Linked DNA regions of Hordeum vulgare: region 1 is linked to region 2. Evidence: chromatin contacts called from public Hi-C data. All regions are on one chromosome and are shown on one strand. The core of a region is the stretch at or near the end of the contact, and the rest is flanking DNA. Distances in the headings are between cores, read along the strand shown.

The links. Hi-C and Micro-C count contacts between places; a contact is called where the count stands out from the background.
Region 1: a Hi-C map of leaf shows a contact between it and region 2, with 2.0 times the contacts expected there. The contact joins the enhancer-like site here to the promoter of LOC123444627 in region 2. A contact is called at or near these places in 2 of 6 Hi-C or Micro-C datasets (leaf and seedling).

Annotation. Positions count from the first base shown.
Region 1 is chr3H:518,946,782-518,952,094 of MorexV3_pseudomolecules_assembly, forward strand. No RefSeq gene overlaps it. Among protein-coding and RNA genes, the nearest start is that of LOC123440385, 24 kb to the left of the region's middle. Within about 2 kb of position 2,905, at least 2 of the 3 cell types and tissues checked have open chromatin away from gene starts, as enhancers often do. A contact at or near this core is called in leaf, where this site is marked.
Region 2 is chr3H:518,821,572-518,826,775 of MorexV3_pseudomolecules_assembly, forward strand. LOC123444627 reads right to left here and starts at 1,542. Exons shown (of 2, transcript XM_045121415.1): 1 at 542-1,542; 2 at 357-448. The coding sequence starts at 1,044. The coding sequence ends at 562. It overlaps LOC123444625 (4-diphosphocytidyl-2-C-methyl-D-erythritol kinase, chloroplastic), which reads left to right. Exons shown (of 11, transcript XM_045121411.1): 11 at 1-216. The coding sequence ends at 45.

The DNA of each region.
Region 1 (5,313 bases), core at 1,655-4,154, 130 kb after region 2:
CGTGCTCTTGAGGTTTGTCGATCTGAAGGCTGTACATCAATTATTTTGGCATCTGATTGCCTGTACATGGTGAAGAAGATCAGGTCTATGGTTCAAGATCGATCAAGAGTAGGTGTTGTTGTCTGAGACAACAAGTCTCTTGCGTCTGGGTTTTCTATTTCTTCTTTCTTACATGTCACGCGTGGTTTGAACGTGGTGGCCCACAAATTAACTCGGAGTTGTGAGCTTGTTGTAAATCATTTTTATCATAGTGTAGTTCCAGATTGTATCAAGAACGAACTTTGTTGTGATGTTCTGTAATCAATGCAGTTATGTGATTCTCAAAATAAAATCCTGGATTTACCACCGTTGAAGTAATGATCTATTCTTTCAAATGTTTTTTCGCTATGTTGTTCTTGTCTCCTTTTCTAGGGAGGTGCCTTGTAGGTTAATTGTTCTATCTCTACTTTTCCATTTTGCACATCCCTTTCTCTTCTTCCCTTTTTGCTATAAGAATGTGCTACTTTAAATAAAGTCTCACTTTCTCCCTTACATTTGAAAGCTAGATATATAAAGCATATTGAGACTATGAAAGCATGATAAATTTGGTTGAAAAAATTGTAACTCGATGTGCTATGGCTATGACTAGAAAGCTTAAGATTGATTAAAAGATGATGCGTTTCAAGTCTACATATAGTATGAGAATATATTGTACTACATTATGTGAGTAAATTTAGATTGTCAAGACAAGCACCACAACAAAATAATATCGTAATTTTACGCTCATACTATTTTACTGCACCTCATTTTTTTATCTTTTTATCGAAGTGGAACATGTTGGCATTTGTTTTTGCCATCAACAATGCTCTATTAGTAGTCTAGTTTTGGATTTTATTGCTTGACCTATATTACCCTATGCAAATTGGCACTGAACACATGCACACTCAATGCATAATACTTAAAACACATGTATGTACTTATATCCGTATTCTTTTCATCCATGAACTAGCGCATTACTACAAAATAGGGAACTAAAATCTCTATGAATAGACTAGCACATTTACTAAGAAATGCTCTATATTGCTCTTTGGACATACAGTTCAATTATCATAGCACATGAGGGGAAGCCGCTATCATAGCGCCGAAGGTACAAGCGCTACACTAGGACTTAGTGTTTGTCCACTGACGAGGTTAGAGAGCATATAAGAGCTAGGACGAGTTGAAAATTCTCTAAGTCAGCGTATAGCACCTAAGACAAAGGTTTCACACGATAAAGTGTAACGCCTAGACGAAAGGCTTCACACAATCATACGTGAGCCCTGACTTGACTGTGTGAGGCCATGTTGGCAGGGAGTATAGCGTTCGTGACAACGACGCTACCGAGTGTAGCATAGCGCCTACGTGTTAGGCGCTACCCAAAAGTGTTAGGCGCTACCCAAAAAAGTCATTTTTGTCGTTTTTGCCGAGGGTGACACACATATGTAGCATGGCATCGCATGAAGCTTCTACAAATCGCTATAGAACCAAGCGAATCTTGTAGTGCTATTTTTCATTGTGTTGCACCGTCTTCATAGTTTAGGGGTTTTCCGTTTCTTCTTTCGATATGTTTCATTTCTTCGTGGGTTTCTTTGGATTTATTAATATTCCACCGATTTTCTTTGTTTTTACTTTCTTTTCTTTTCTTTTGTTCTTTCTTCATTTTTATTGGTGTTTTATTCTTTTTTTCTTTATTTCTTACGTGGTTTCCGTCGGTCTTCTTTGTTTTCCTTGTTTATTTCTTTGTTTTCACAGCTTTCAATCTTTCACATTGATTTTCTTTTTTATTTGTTTCTTTTATCAATTTTCATCGGGTTTTTTTTTCAACAGATGCCAACATTGTTCAGTACTCATTACCTTTTTTTTTGTATACATTATGAACATATTTATATGCTCGTTCAACATTATTGAAAATATGATTAACCTTTTTTAGAAGGAATTTATCTTCATAACCAATATTTTTCATATACATTATACATTTGTGGTATATATCCAATACATCATAGACATGATTAATATTTTTTAATACACGGCAAACATTTTTTGTATACATTACATGGGTATGAAACATTTTTCAATACACGGCAAACATTTTTCAATGGCAATAAATATTTTTCACGCACAACTTCCATTTTTTGTATACGCCAGGAATATTTTTCATACACATGTCATATTTGCAAAAATATGACCAACATGTTTCATACACATTGTATTTGTTTTGTATATATTTTTTGTATACATAAAAATAATAAATCTATACACATTTTCAAAAATTCAAATATTTCATTAGCATTTTTCCAAATGCATGATTAAGGTTTTTCATACACATTGTATATTTTTATATACATTATTCAAATAGATGAGAAATAATTTATCTACATATATTTAATATTATTTAAACACATGATCAACATATTTCCATACATTGCTTTTGTTTTATATATATCTTTTTTGTGTACTTGACAAACATTTTTTATAAGCACTTAATTCTTTTAAATAATTTATTGACATTAAATCAAATGCTTTTCAAATAATCCCTCCGTCCCAAAATAAGTGTCGAAAATCTATAACTAAACTAGTACAAATTTTATACTAAGTGAGTGGCACTTATTTTGGAACGGAGGGAGTATATTTCTTAAATACGTGATCAATATTTTTTAAACAAATTGTTTTTTAAATGTTTTTGTATACATGACAAACTTTTTCTCAATACACATTTGATATTTCTTTAATACCTTCTTTACATTTTCACCAAATGCTTTATTTAAAGTGTAAGTTCCATATACATATATATATAATTTATATTACTTTCTTGAGAAAACATTTAGAATATTTATATGGACTGTACTTAGTCTGGAGCCTGATGCGAGGGAACATACATGTAAAAGCCACTATTTGACGCACCGTGCATCAAACTAAAGTGGCGCCGCAGGGGGGGTCGACAAATGGGCCAGCCCAGTACAACAGCGTCAAAAATATTCCTGTTTCCTTCTTTTTCATAATTTCTGTGTTATTTCTTATTTAGTTATTTAGTTTTAGTTTTTTTTACTTTTTCTATTTCAATATTATTTTAGATTTTTAAACCTAGTTCACGTTCAAAATTTATTGTTAAATTTCGAAAAATGTTCTTTCTGTAAAAATATATTCCAAATTTCAAAATATAGTCATATATTAAAAGCTTTCTGATAACTTCAAAAGATATTTTTATTTCTCAAAATAAAATATTGTTTTCGTTTTCAGTTTTGCATTTTCGTATTATATTTTTCCCTTTTCCTTTTTTTTTTGATATTTCACAAATTTTATACTGAATTTCAGAAAATGTTCTCACGTACAAATGTTTTTTCACAATCTTTATTTCAATATTCATAACTCAAAAACAATCCGAAATTACAAAAAATTATCATAATGTGGTCATTTAAAAAAGTGGGTTTCAAAAACTGTTCTCTTAATCACGAAGCTTCATGATTTTTCAAAATGTCTGTGTTTTGAAAAAACTGGAATTTAAGAAAATGTTCTTGTTTAAAAAAATTTATGATTTCATACAAATATTTTTTGTTTCAAATATTTGTTCCTTTTTAAAATTTCTTCACGGTTTTCATAAAATGTTCATGATTAAAAAAATAGTCTTATTCTCAAAATTTGTTGACTGTTTTGACAAAATTATTTGTGTTTCAAAAAGTGTCCTGGAATTAAAAAAACAAATCAATTTTGGTAATACATGAACGAAACTTGAAAACAAGAGTATTTTTTAAATTTGGGAAAAGATAAATATTTTTTGAAATCCCCAAAATAATTATAGAAATCAATGTTCTTATAGTGATTACTTTTCAAATTTTAGAAGAAAGGAATCAAAAAAGAAACATTTTCTGAATAAGTCAAAAATACATTGATAAAGGAACATAATTTAAAAATCACGATTCTTTTAATATTTGTACTTTTCTAGATAAAGGGAGCATGTTCTAAAACTCTGGACAAAAAATTGAGGAAAGGAATATTTTTGAAAATTGTGACTAAATTCTGAACAGATGAACATTATTTCAAAAATGTGATGAAATTTTGGCAACATGACCATTTATGAAAATTTTAAACAATATTTGAACTTTTTTAAAAGCTAAAAAGGAAAAAGGAAAAAGAAAAAAAATATCAAAAGTGAAAAGAAAGAATCACCGAAATGAAAAAAAACTTAAGGAACGGCACGCAGATGAAGATGGGCAGGCCAATGGATCATGGGACCTCCTATACGGCACTACAGGCGCCGGTTTGCCCTCCCTGTGCCTGCAACACCCGCGTTGGCCGGCCCATCAAACAGCGCGGCACCCCTGCAGGCCTTGACAAATTTCATTAATTTTTGGAAACTAAAGTACGTCGATTTTGGAAAAAAAAGTTTTCCCAATAGGAAAATTTGTTGACAGATTTTAAACTTGGAAAAAGGTTCATTATTTTTCATATAAAGTTCAGTGATTTGGAAAACCGTTCATCAAATTTGAAAAAAATTCGGTTTTCAAAAAAGTTCATCGAAATTAAAAAATTCAAAAAAGGGTCATCAAATTTGAAAAAAAGGTAATCAGTTTTCAAAAGAAGTTGATCAAATTTGAAAAAGGTTCATCGAAATTTCTAAAAAAGTTCATTAGACTTGGAAAAAGTTCATCAAAATTCGAAAAAGTCACCAAATTAAAAAGAGTTCATTGATTTTGAAAAAACTTCATCAAATGTGAAAAAAGTTCATCGAATTAAAAAAAATCATTCAATTTGAGAAAAAAGTTCATCAAATTTGTAAAAACGTTCATTCGATTTGAAAAAAGTTTGATGAATTGGAAAAAGAGTTCACAAACTATAAAAATCATCAAGCCATGAGGTAACAAAATAAAAAAACAGAGTCGAAAAAAGAGAAGCAAAAAACAAAAAACAGAAGCAAAAAACGAAAACCAAAGAAAGAAATAAAAAAGAGCAATAGAAAATTAGTCATCTGATCGGGTTCAGTGGCGTGGTGGTTACTGCATGTTAACCCAAGCTGGAGGTCGAGAGTTCCATTCCCCGCGGCGTCTAGTCCTTTTTATTGTATTCAGAAAAGAAAACAATGCTGAAATGGGTCGGCCCAGCGCGGGTTGCTGCTGGCGTCTGTTAGCAGAATTGCACTGTAACGGGAGCATGTGGCGCCAAATAGGAATTCTGGTGGATCACGCCCCTGTGCGGTTGCCTGACTATTTGATATAAAGATTGTCAAATAGAGTTTTTCCAACCTACATCTCGCATGATTCAATCGTGACACCTTGCACCGTGCAGGCTCCTAACCATGAG
Region 2 (5,204 bases), core at 292-2,791:
AGCAAGGAAGACTCACTGTCAGAGGCAGCACCGGTCGTTGACTGACTGAGTGAGGCTCTGTATTTGGTCTCAGTTTTGTGGTTGTGGTACACAGGTGTGAATTTGTTCCAATCCATGCTGACATGAGAAGAACAGCTACACTATCAAGTTTGTTGATAAGAAAAATCGAATTTGTAATGGGAAACGGCAACGAAATTAAGCAAATCCTGGAATTAACTACTCGTATTTCAGTAGGTACCTATCACCAGTTCACCAGCATGCGCAGCCATAAGGAATCACAATTGTTTCCAGATCACTTGGCAAGAAGAGTTGGTGCATTCTGCATGAGAGAAAAACACCAGGTTTGGTTCTAGATATAAGAGGAATCAACGTTGACTTCAAATCTTCCATTCCATGAGAAAAACAAAGCTTTGGCATAGATCCCGTTCAACTGCAACCATCACATGATCTAGCAAGGAAGAGAACAACATTGACGCCCTTGAAATCTAAACTGAGCTGCGGAGAAGAAACTAATCGAATCAAGGGAGTCGCCGTCCGTTACCACTCCAACTCCAAGCAAAGTCATCGTTCCGATTCCGATTCAGTTTGTCTTGCCGGATGGCGACGGCCCCGATCGTCCACCGCCGCCACTGACTGTGAACTCCCGTCTTTGCCATCCTCGACTCCGGTGGCCGAGGCCGTATCCTCCTCCACCTCCTCCTCCTTCACAGCCGGTGAATCTTCCGGGCCGAGGGCCTCCTGCTCGGCGGCCACCGGCGGGTTGAACGACCCAAACTTGGGCGTCCTCTCCAGCGCCACGAAACCGCCGGGCGCGTGCTGAAAGGAGAAGGACGAGCCGCCGTCCCGGTTCCCGTCCGCCTCGCCGTCCCCGCCCTTGGCCGCGGCACAGGGCACGTCGTCGAGCGCGGCGACGCTCGCGCGGCGCCGCTTCGCCCCGGGCCGCTCCTCCTCCCGGCCGTCTACCGGGGCCGGGCGCTTCTCGGGGACGGGCAGCGGAGGCGGCGCGGGCGGCCCGGAGCCCTCGGCCCGGGCCTCCGCCGCCATTCGGGCCTGGAGAGCAGAGAGCGTTGGGCTGGCTGGCGGAATTGGGCGAGGCGGGGTGAGGCTCGGGGAATCCGCGGGTGGGATCGGGAGTGGGGTTTTCTATTCCGGCCGAGTCACGGTGCGCGTGCTCGCCTCCGCCAGCTTCCCTTTTGTGGCCAGTCGATGACGATTGACGGCGTGAGGGTAACATGCGAGCCTTGTGGGACGGGACGGGACGACACCGCCCACGCTGCCCTCTCCTGCCGCTCGTTGCTGCACAGCACAGCACAGCGACGGCACCATTGCTGCGACACCGGCGGACGAATTCGTCCCGCCGCCTGAATTTTTTGTGAAGAAATGGGAACTGAAATTTAGGCCCTGTTTGTTTCATAAGTCCTAAAACTTTTTCAAGTGTTAACTTATAAGTCATAAGTCCCTACCTGTTTATTTACAGTTTGTTTACAGGGACTCATAAATCCCGAGTTCCTACCTGTTTGTTTACACGGACTTATAAATCCATGTTGCACATAATAAAATACACTTGTTCACATAACCCTTGTTCATACAAATGAATTGCAGAATAGTCATCAGTTCCAAAATGTTATCAGTTCCATCCTTTTCAGTTATTATACAGGAAACGGCAACAATACTAGTGCTGAATTCTGTTTTCCTATTCTACCTAGGGAACCAGCAACATGAACCATGCGTACTGCTGGAGTAGCAGGACCAGAAAACTCCAGCGCAGATAACGGGACGGGGGGGGGGGGGGGGGGGACGGACCGAGGGAGACCGGGTGGCGACGGGGCAGGGCGGCGATCGGGCGGCGACGGACCGGGGACCGGGCGGGGCGGGGCGGCGACCGGGCGCGCGGCCAGCGGCGATTGGGGCGGTGCGAGCGACGAGCGAGCGACGCGGCCACTGGATCGATGCGGGAGACTTCCGCGGGCCTAACCAGCAATAAGTCCCAATAAGCTCCTACTAGAGAGTCTTATTTGATAAGTCCCAAATAACCATAATAAGTCCCAATAAGTCCCTTGTGTTTGGTTTAGGTGGGACTTATAGGGACTTTTTTAAGTCCCAAAACCAATGTCCCTGGAAACAAACACCCTCTTAGACGCCACGGTCATAGTTCATGTCAGCTACAGCACCAACGGCCGGCACACATAATTTCACGCCGGCAAGAGCGTCAACGGCCAACACACGTGCCAACCTACAAAATAAACATCTTCATAGTTTCAAGTCAACAAGAGCGTCAGCGGCTGGCGCACATGCCAGCCTATAAGATGAACACCCCTATCGCAGCATGCTCGTGAGTCGGATGAATACCGCCCGTTTCCAACATTGTGGAGAAGCTCGACGACCGGTCCTGTGCAGGGCGAACGGCTGACAAGCATGTGCTCGTCGAGGCCATGATGGCAACGGAAAGAGTGGTCGGCTTGGGTCAGCTAAACACTAGCATGAGGAGGGTGTGCGTTGTCACCGCCTGTGTGGCCTTGACGACGCGGGCCTTGTTGTCCTCAACGACGGCCTTGTGTTGCACGGCGATGACCTTGAGGACGGCTTGGGTCACACAGCTTTCCGATCCGCATGTAACAACCCAAGTGTAGGGGCCTTCGCCCCTGGCGAGTGCATCATGGTCCTCGCAAAAAGCCATCTAAGCTTTCTCTATGCAAACAGAGCGTTTCAGGACCTCGATTTGAGTCACGGCGTCGTACAACTTCCGCACTAAGCCGAAGTAACTGCTCGGAAGAGGCTCGGTAGGCCACAACCGTATGTAGAGGTCCTTCATGGTAGGCTCCGCCATCCTGTGCAACTCCATGAGCTGTTTCATCTTGGTAGACGAGAAGGGGGTTGGGCTCGGGAGTCTGAAACTGTGCGCAGAAAAGCCTCTGCTCAACGTCCCCATCTTGGGCCGCGTAGTGCTTGGTCACGTCTGCTACACTCCGTGGAAGGTCCGTGAAGGCGCATAGGGAACGCCATAGCCGTGTAAGAAAGGCAAACCTGTTTCCACCAAAGACACATTGCAGTAAGTATGTCTTACCATCCGCAATCTTCTTGGCTTGGCGCACTTCTTCTTCGAAAAAACGCCTTTCTACCCGCTCTGATTTGAGTTCGGAGGACAACTTGGATAGCTCAGCCGCTTATTCTTTAGATTTTTGTTCCAAGGCCTCGCTCTTAGCGCTCGCATCTTGAAGCTTCCGCTAAACCTCAGCCACCCTAGCCTTGTTTCCGCCTCTCTCAACCTTCAACGAGTTTAGCTCGACGGCTGTCTGTTCGGCCACCATCTTATGAGCGGTGGCCTCTTGCTTGGCCTTCTCCAGTTCGGCCCTGAGTTTCTCAAACTCCACGTCCATAGCTCCTCACATGAATCGAAATCAAGATGTCATATACCAAAGCCAGACGGTACTAACCTATTTAGTACAACAAGAGTCTTAGCGCCACGCATCAAGCTTACCCTGCTTCTTGTCAAACCGACTATTAAGACGGATGAGCTCCTCATCGGAAACCTTGAGTTTTTCGGTTCAGCCCGGCAAGTTCAAGGGCGTTGGTGGCCACAACCGAGGACAAGGCCTGCGAGACAAGTTATGGATTGGTAAGCATCCGAGCTATCGGAACTGGGACATTCGGTCGAAGTACCCCCCTTGAGCTGTTATAGTTCAAAGGGTCCCCGAACTGTTTTTGTTCATGACTATAAGTTCTTTTGAGTCACGGGTAAGTTCTTCAACTCACCCATGGCTCGAGGGCTATTATACCTATAAGGCATGTAAAACCTTATAAATAAATCTAACACTACATGGTTTACCTTGAAGCCCGCCAGCAAACCGCTGAAGGCCCCGTTGAGTCCGATATCAACAAACTGAATTGTAACGACCAAGATGCGGTCCTTTCCGATCTGGGGATCGAGGTCCCGAATTGGAAAGGAGTGCATCTAAGCGTCTCGCAAACAGGTAACACATCACATACATAATAATAAAAGATAGACAATCAGGGGTTCAATTGCCTTCTCATAAATATATCAGAGTACATCACGCATACAATCAAAGTAGTTCTGCTACGGACTACAAAACAAGAGGAAAGGCTATGCTAGCCTGCTTGTTGGCCCACGATCGCGACCACGCCTCAATCTTCTAAATAGTTCACGTACAGGCGGTTGGACTCCTCGTTGTACCGCCACGCCAGTTGCGTGCCGTCGGGATCACCTGTCTCCGGGGTACCTGAACCTGTTGATTTTGTGAAGAAATCTGTGAGCCACGGGGACTGAGCAATCTATGACCTTGGTGCCAGAACTAGTCAAGTTATTAGGTTGGATAGGTTGAGTGTTTAAGGTTGCAGCAACCTAAGCTTGAAATGGTGGCTAACTTACGTAGAACATTTATGAAGGTGGACTATACTAGCGGTCGAGAGTACCTAATCACTAAGTGATCCTGAACACCTACCTACGTCATTCATAACCCCACCGTGTTCCCGATCGAAGAGAGATCTTTCAGGGGACAGTCACGGTTACGCACACGGTTGGCAATTTTATTAGTTTATGTTTAAGTTATCTAATACCGGATGTTAACAAAATATTCCAAGTTGCCACATAACCGCGGGCACGGCTTTCCGAAAGATTAAACCCTGCACGGGAGCTCCAACTAGCCCATCACAAACGTAAACAGGCCGCAAAGTAATCCTCTATCACGAATCTCGTGATCTCGTCGGATTCCTTAGAGGAAAACCTCAACTCTGGGGAGAACCAAAGCTTCACCGGGATTCATATATGCAAGATATATCGCTAAGGTAAGGCAAAGCTAGCAGGACCTCCCGACGTGTCGACGACCCTGATAAGAGCCGCGTATCTCAGTCTCAGGACACGCCGGATGAGCACAGCGTACAGTGGCCTGATAGACATCTCCCGAGTTGCCCCGGGTTGGCCCCGCACACGACTCTAGTTTGGACCAACACTCATGAGGAGCATTGGCCCGGGTTGTTGATTAAATTCCTCGGGTAGGCCATCCCCTATGCAGATTATTATTAAGTGATTAGCAAATTAACACCAATGTTGGGTCCTACCGGACAAGCCTTAACACTACGCGATTTATCGAGGGGGTCCCCATAACAACCCCGAACGTGTTAGGAGCGATCAATATGGAATCAAACACCGGTAGCCGGTAACTAGGGCGGCAATAACGGAACAAAGC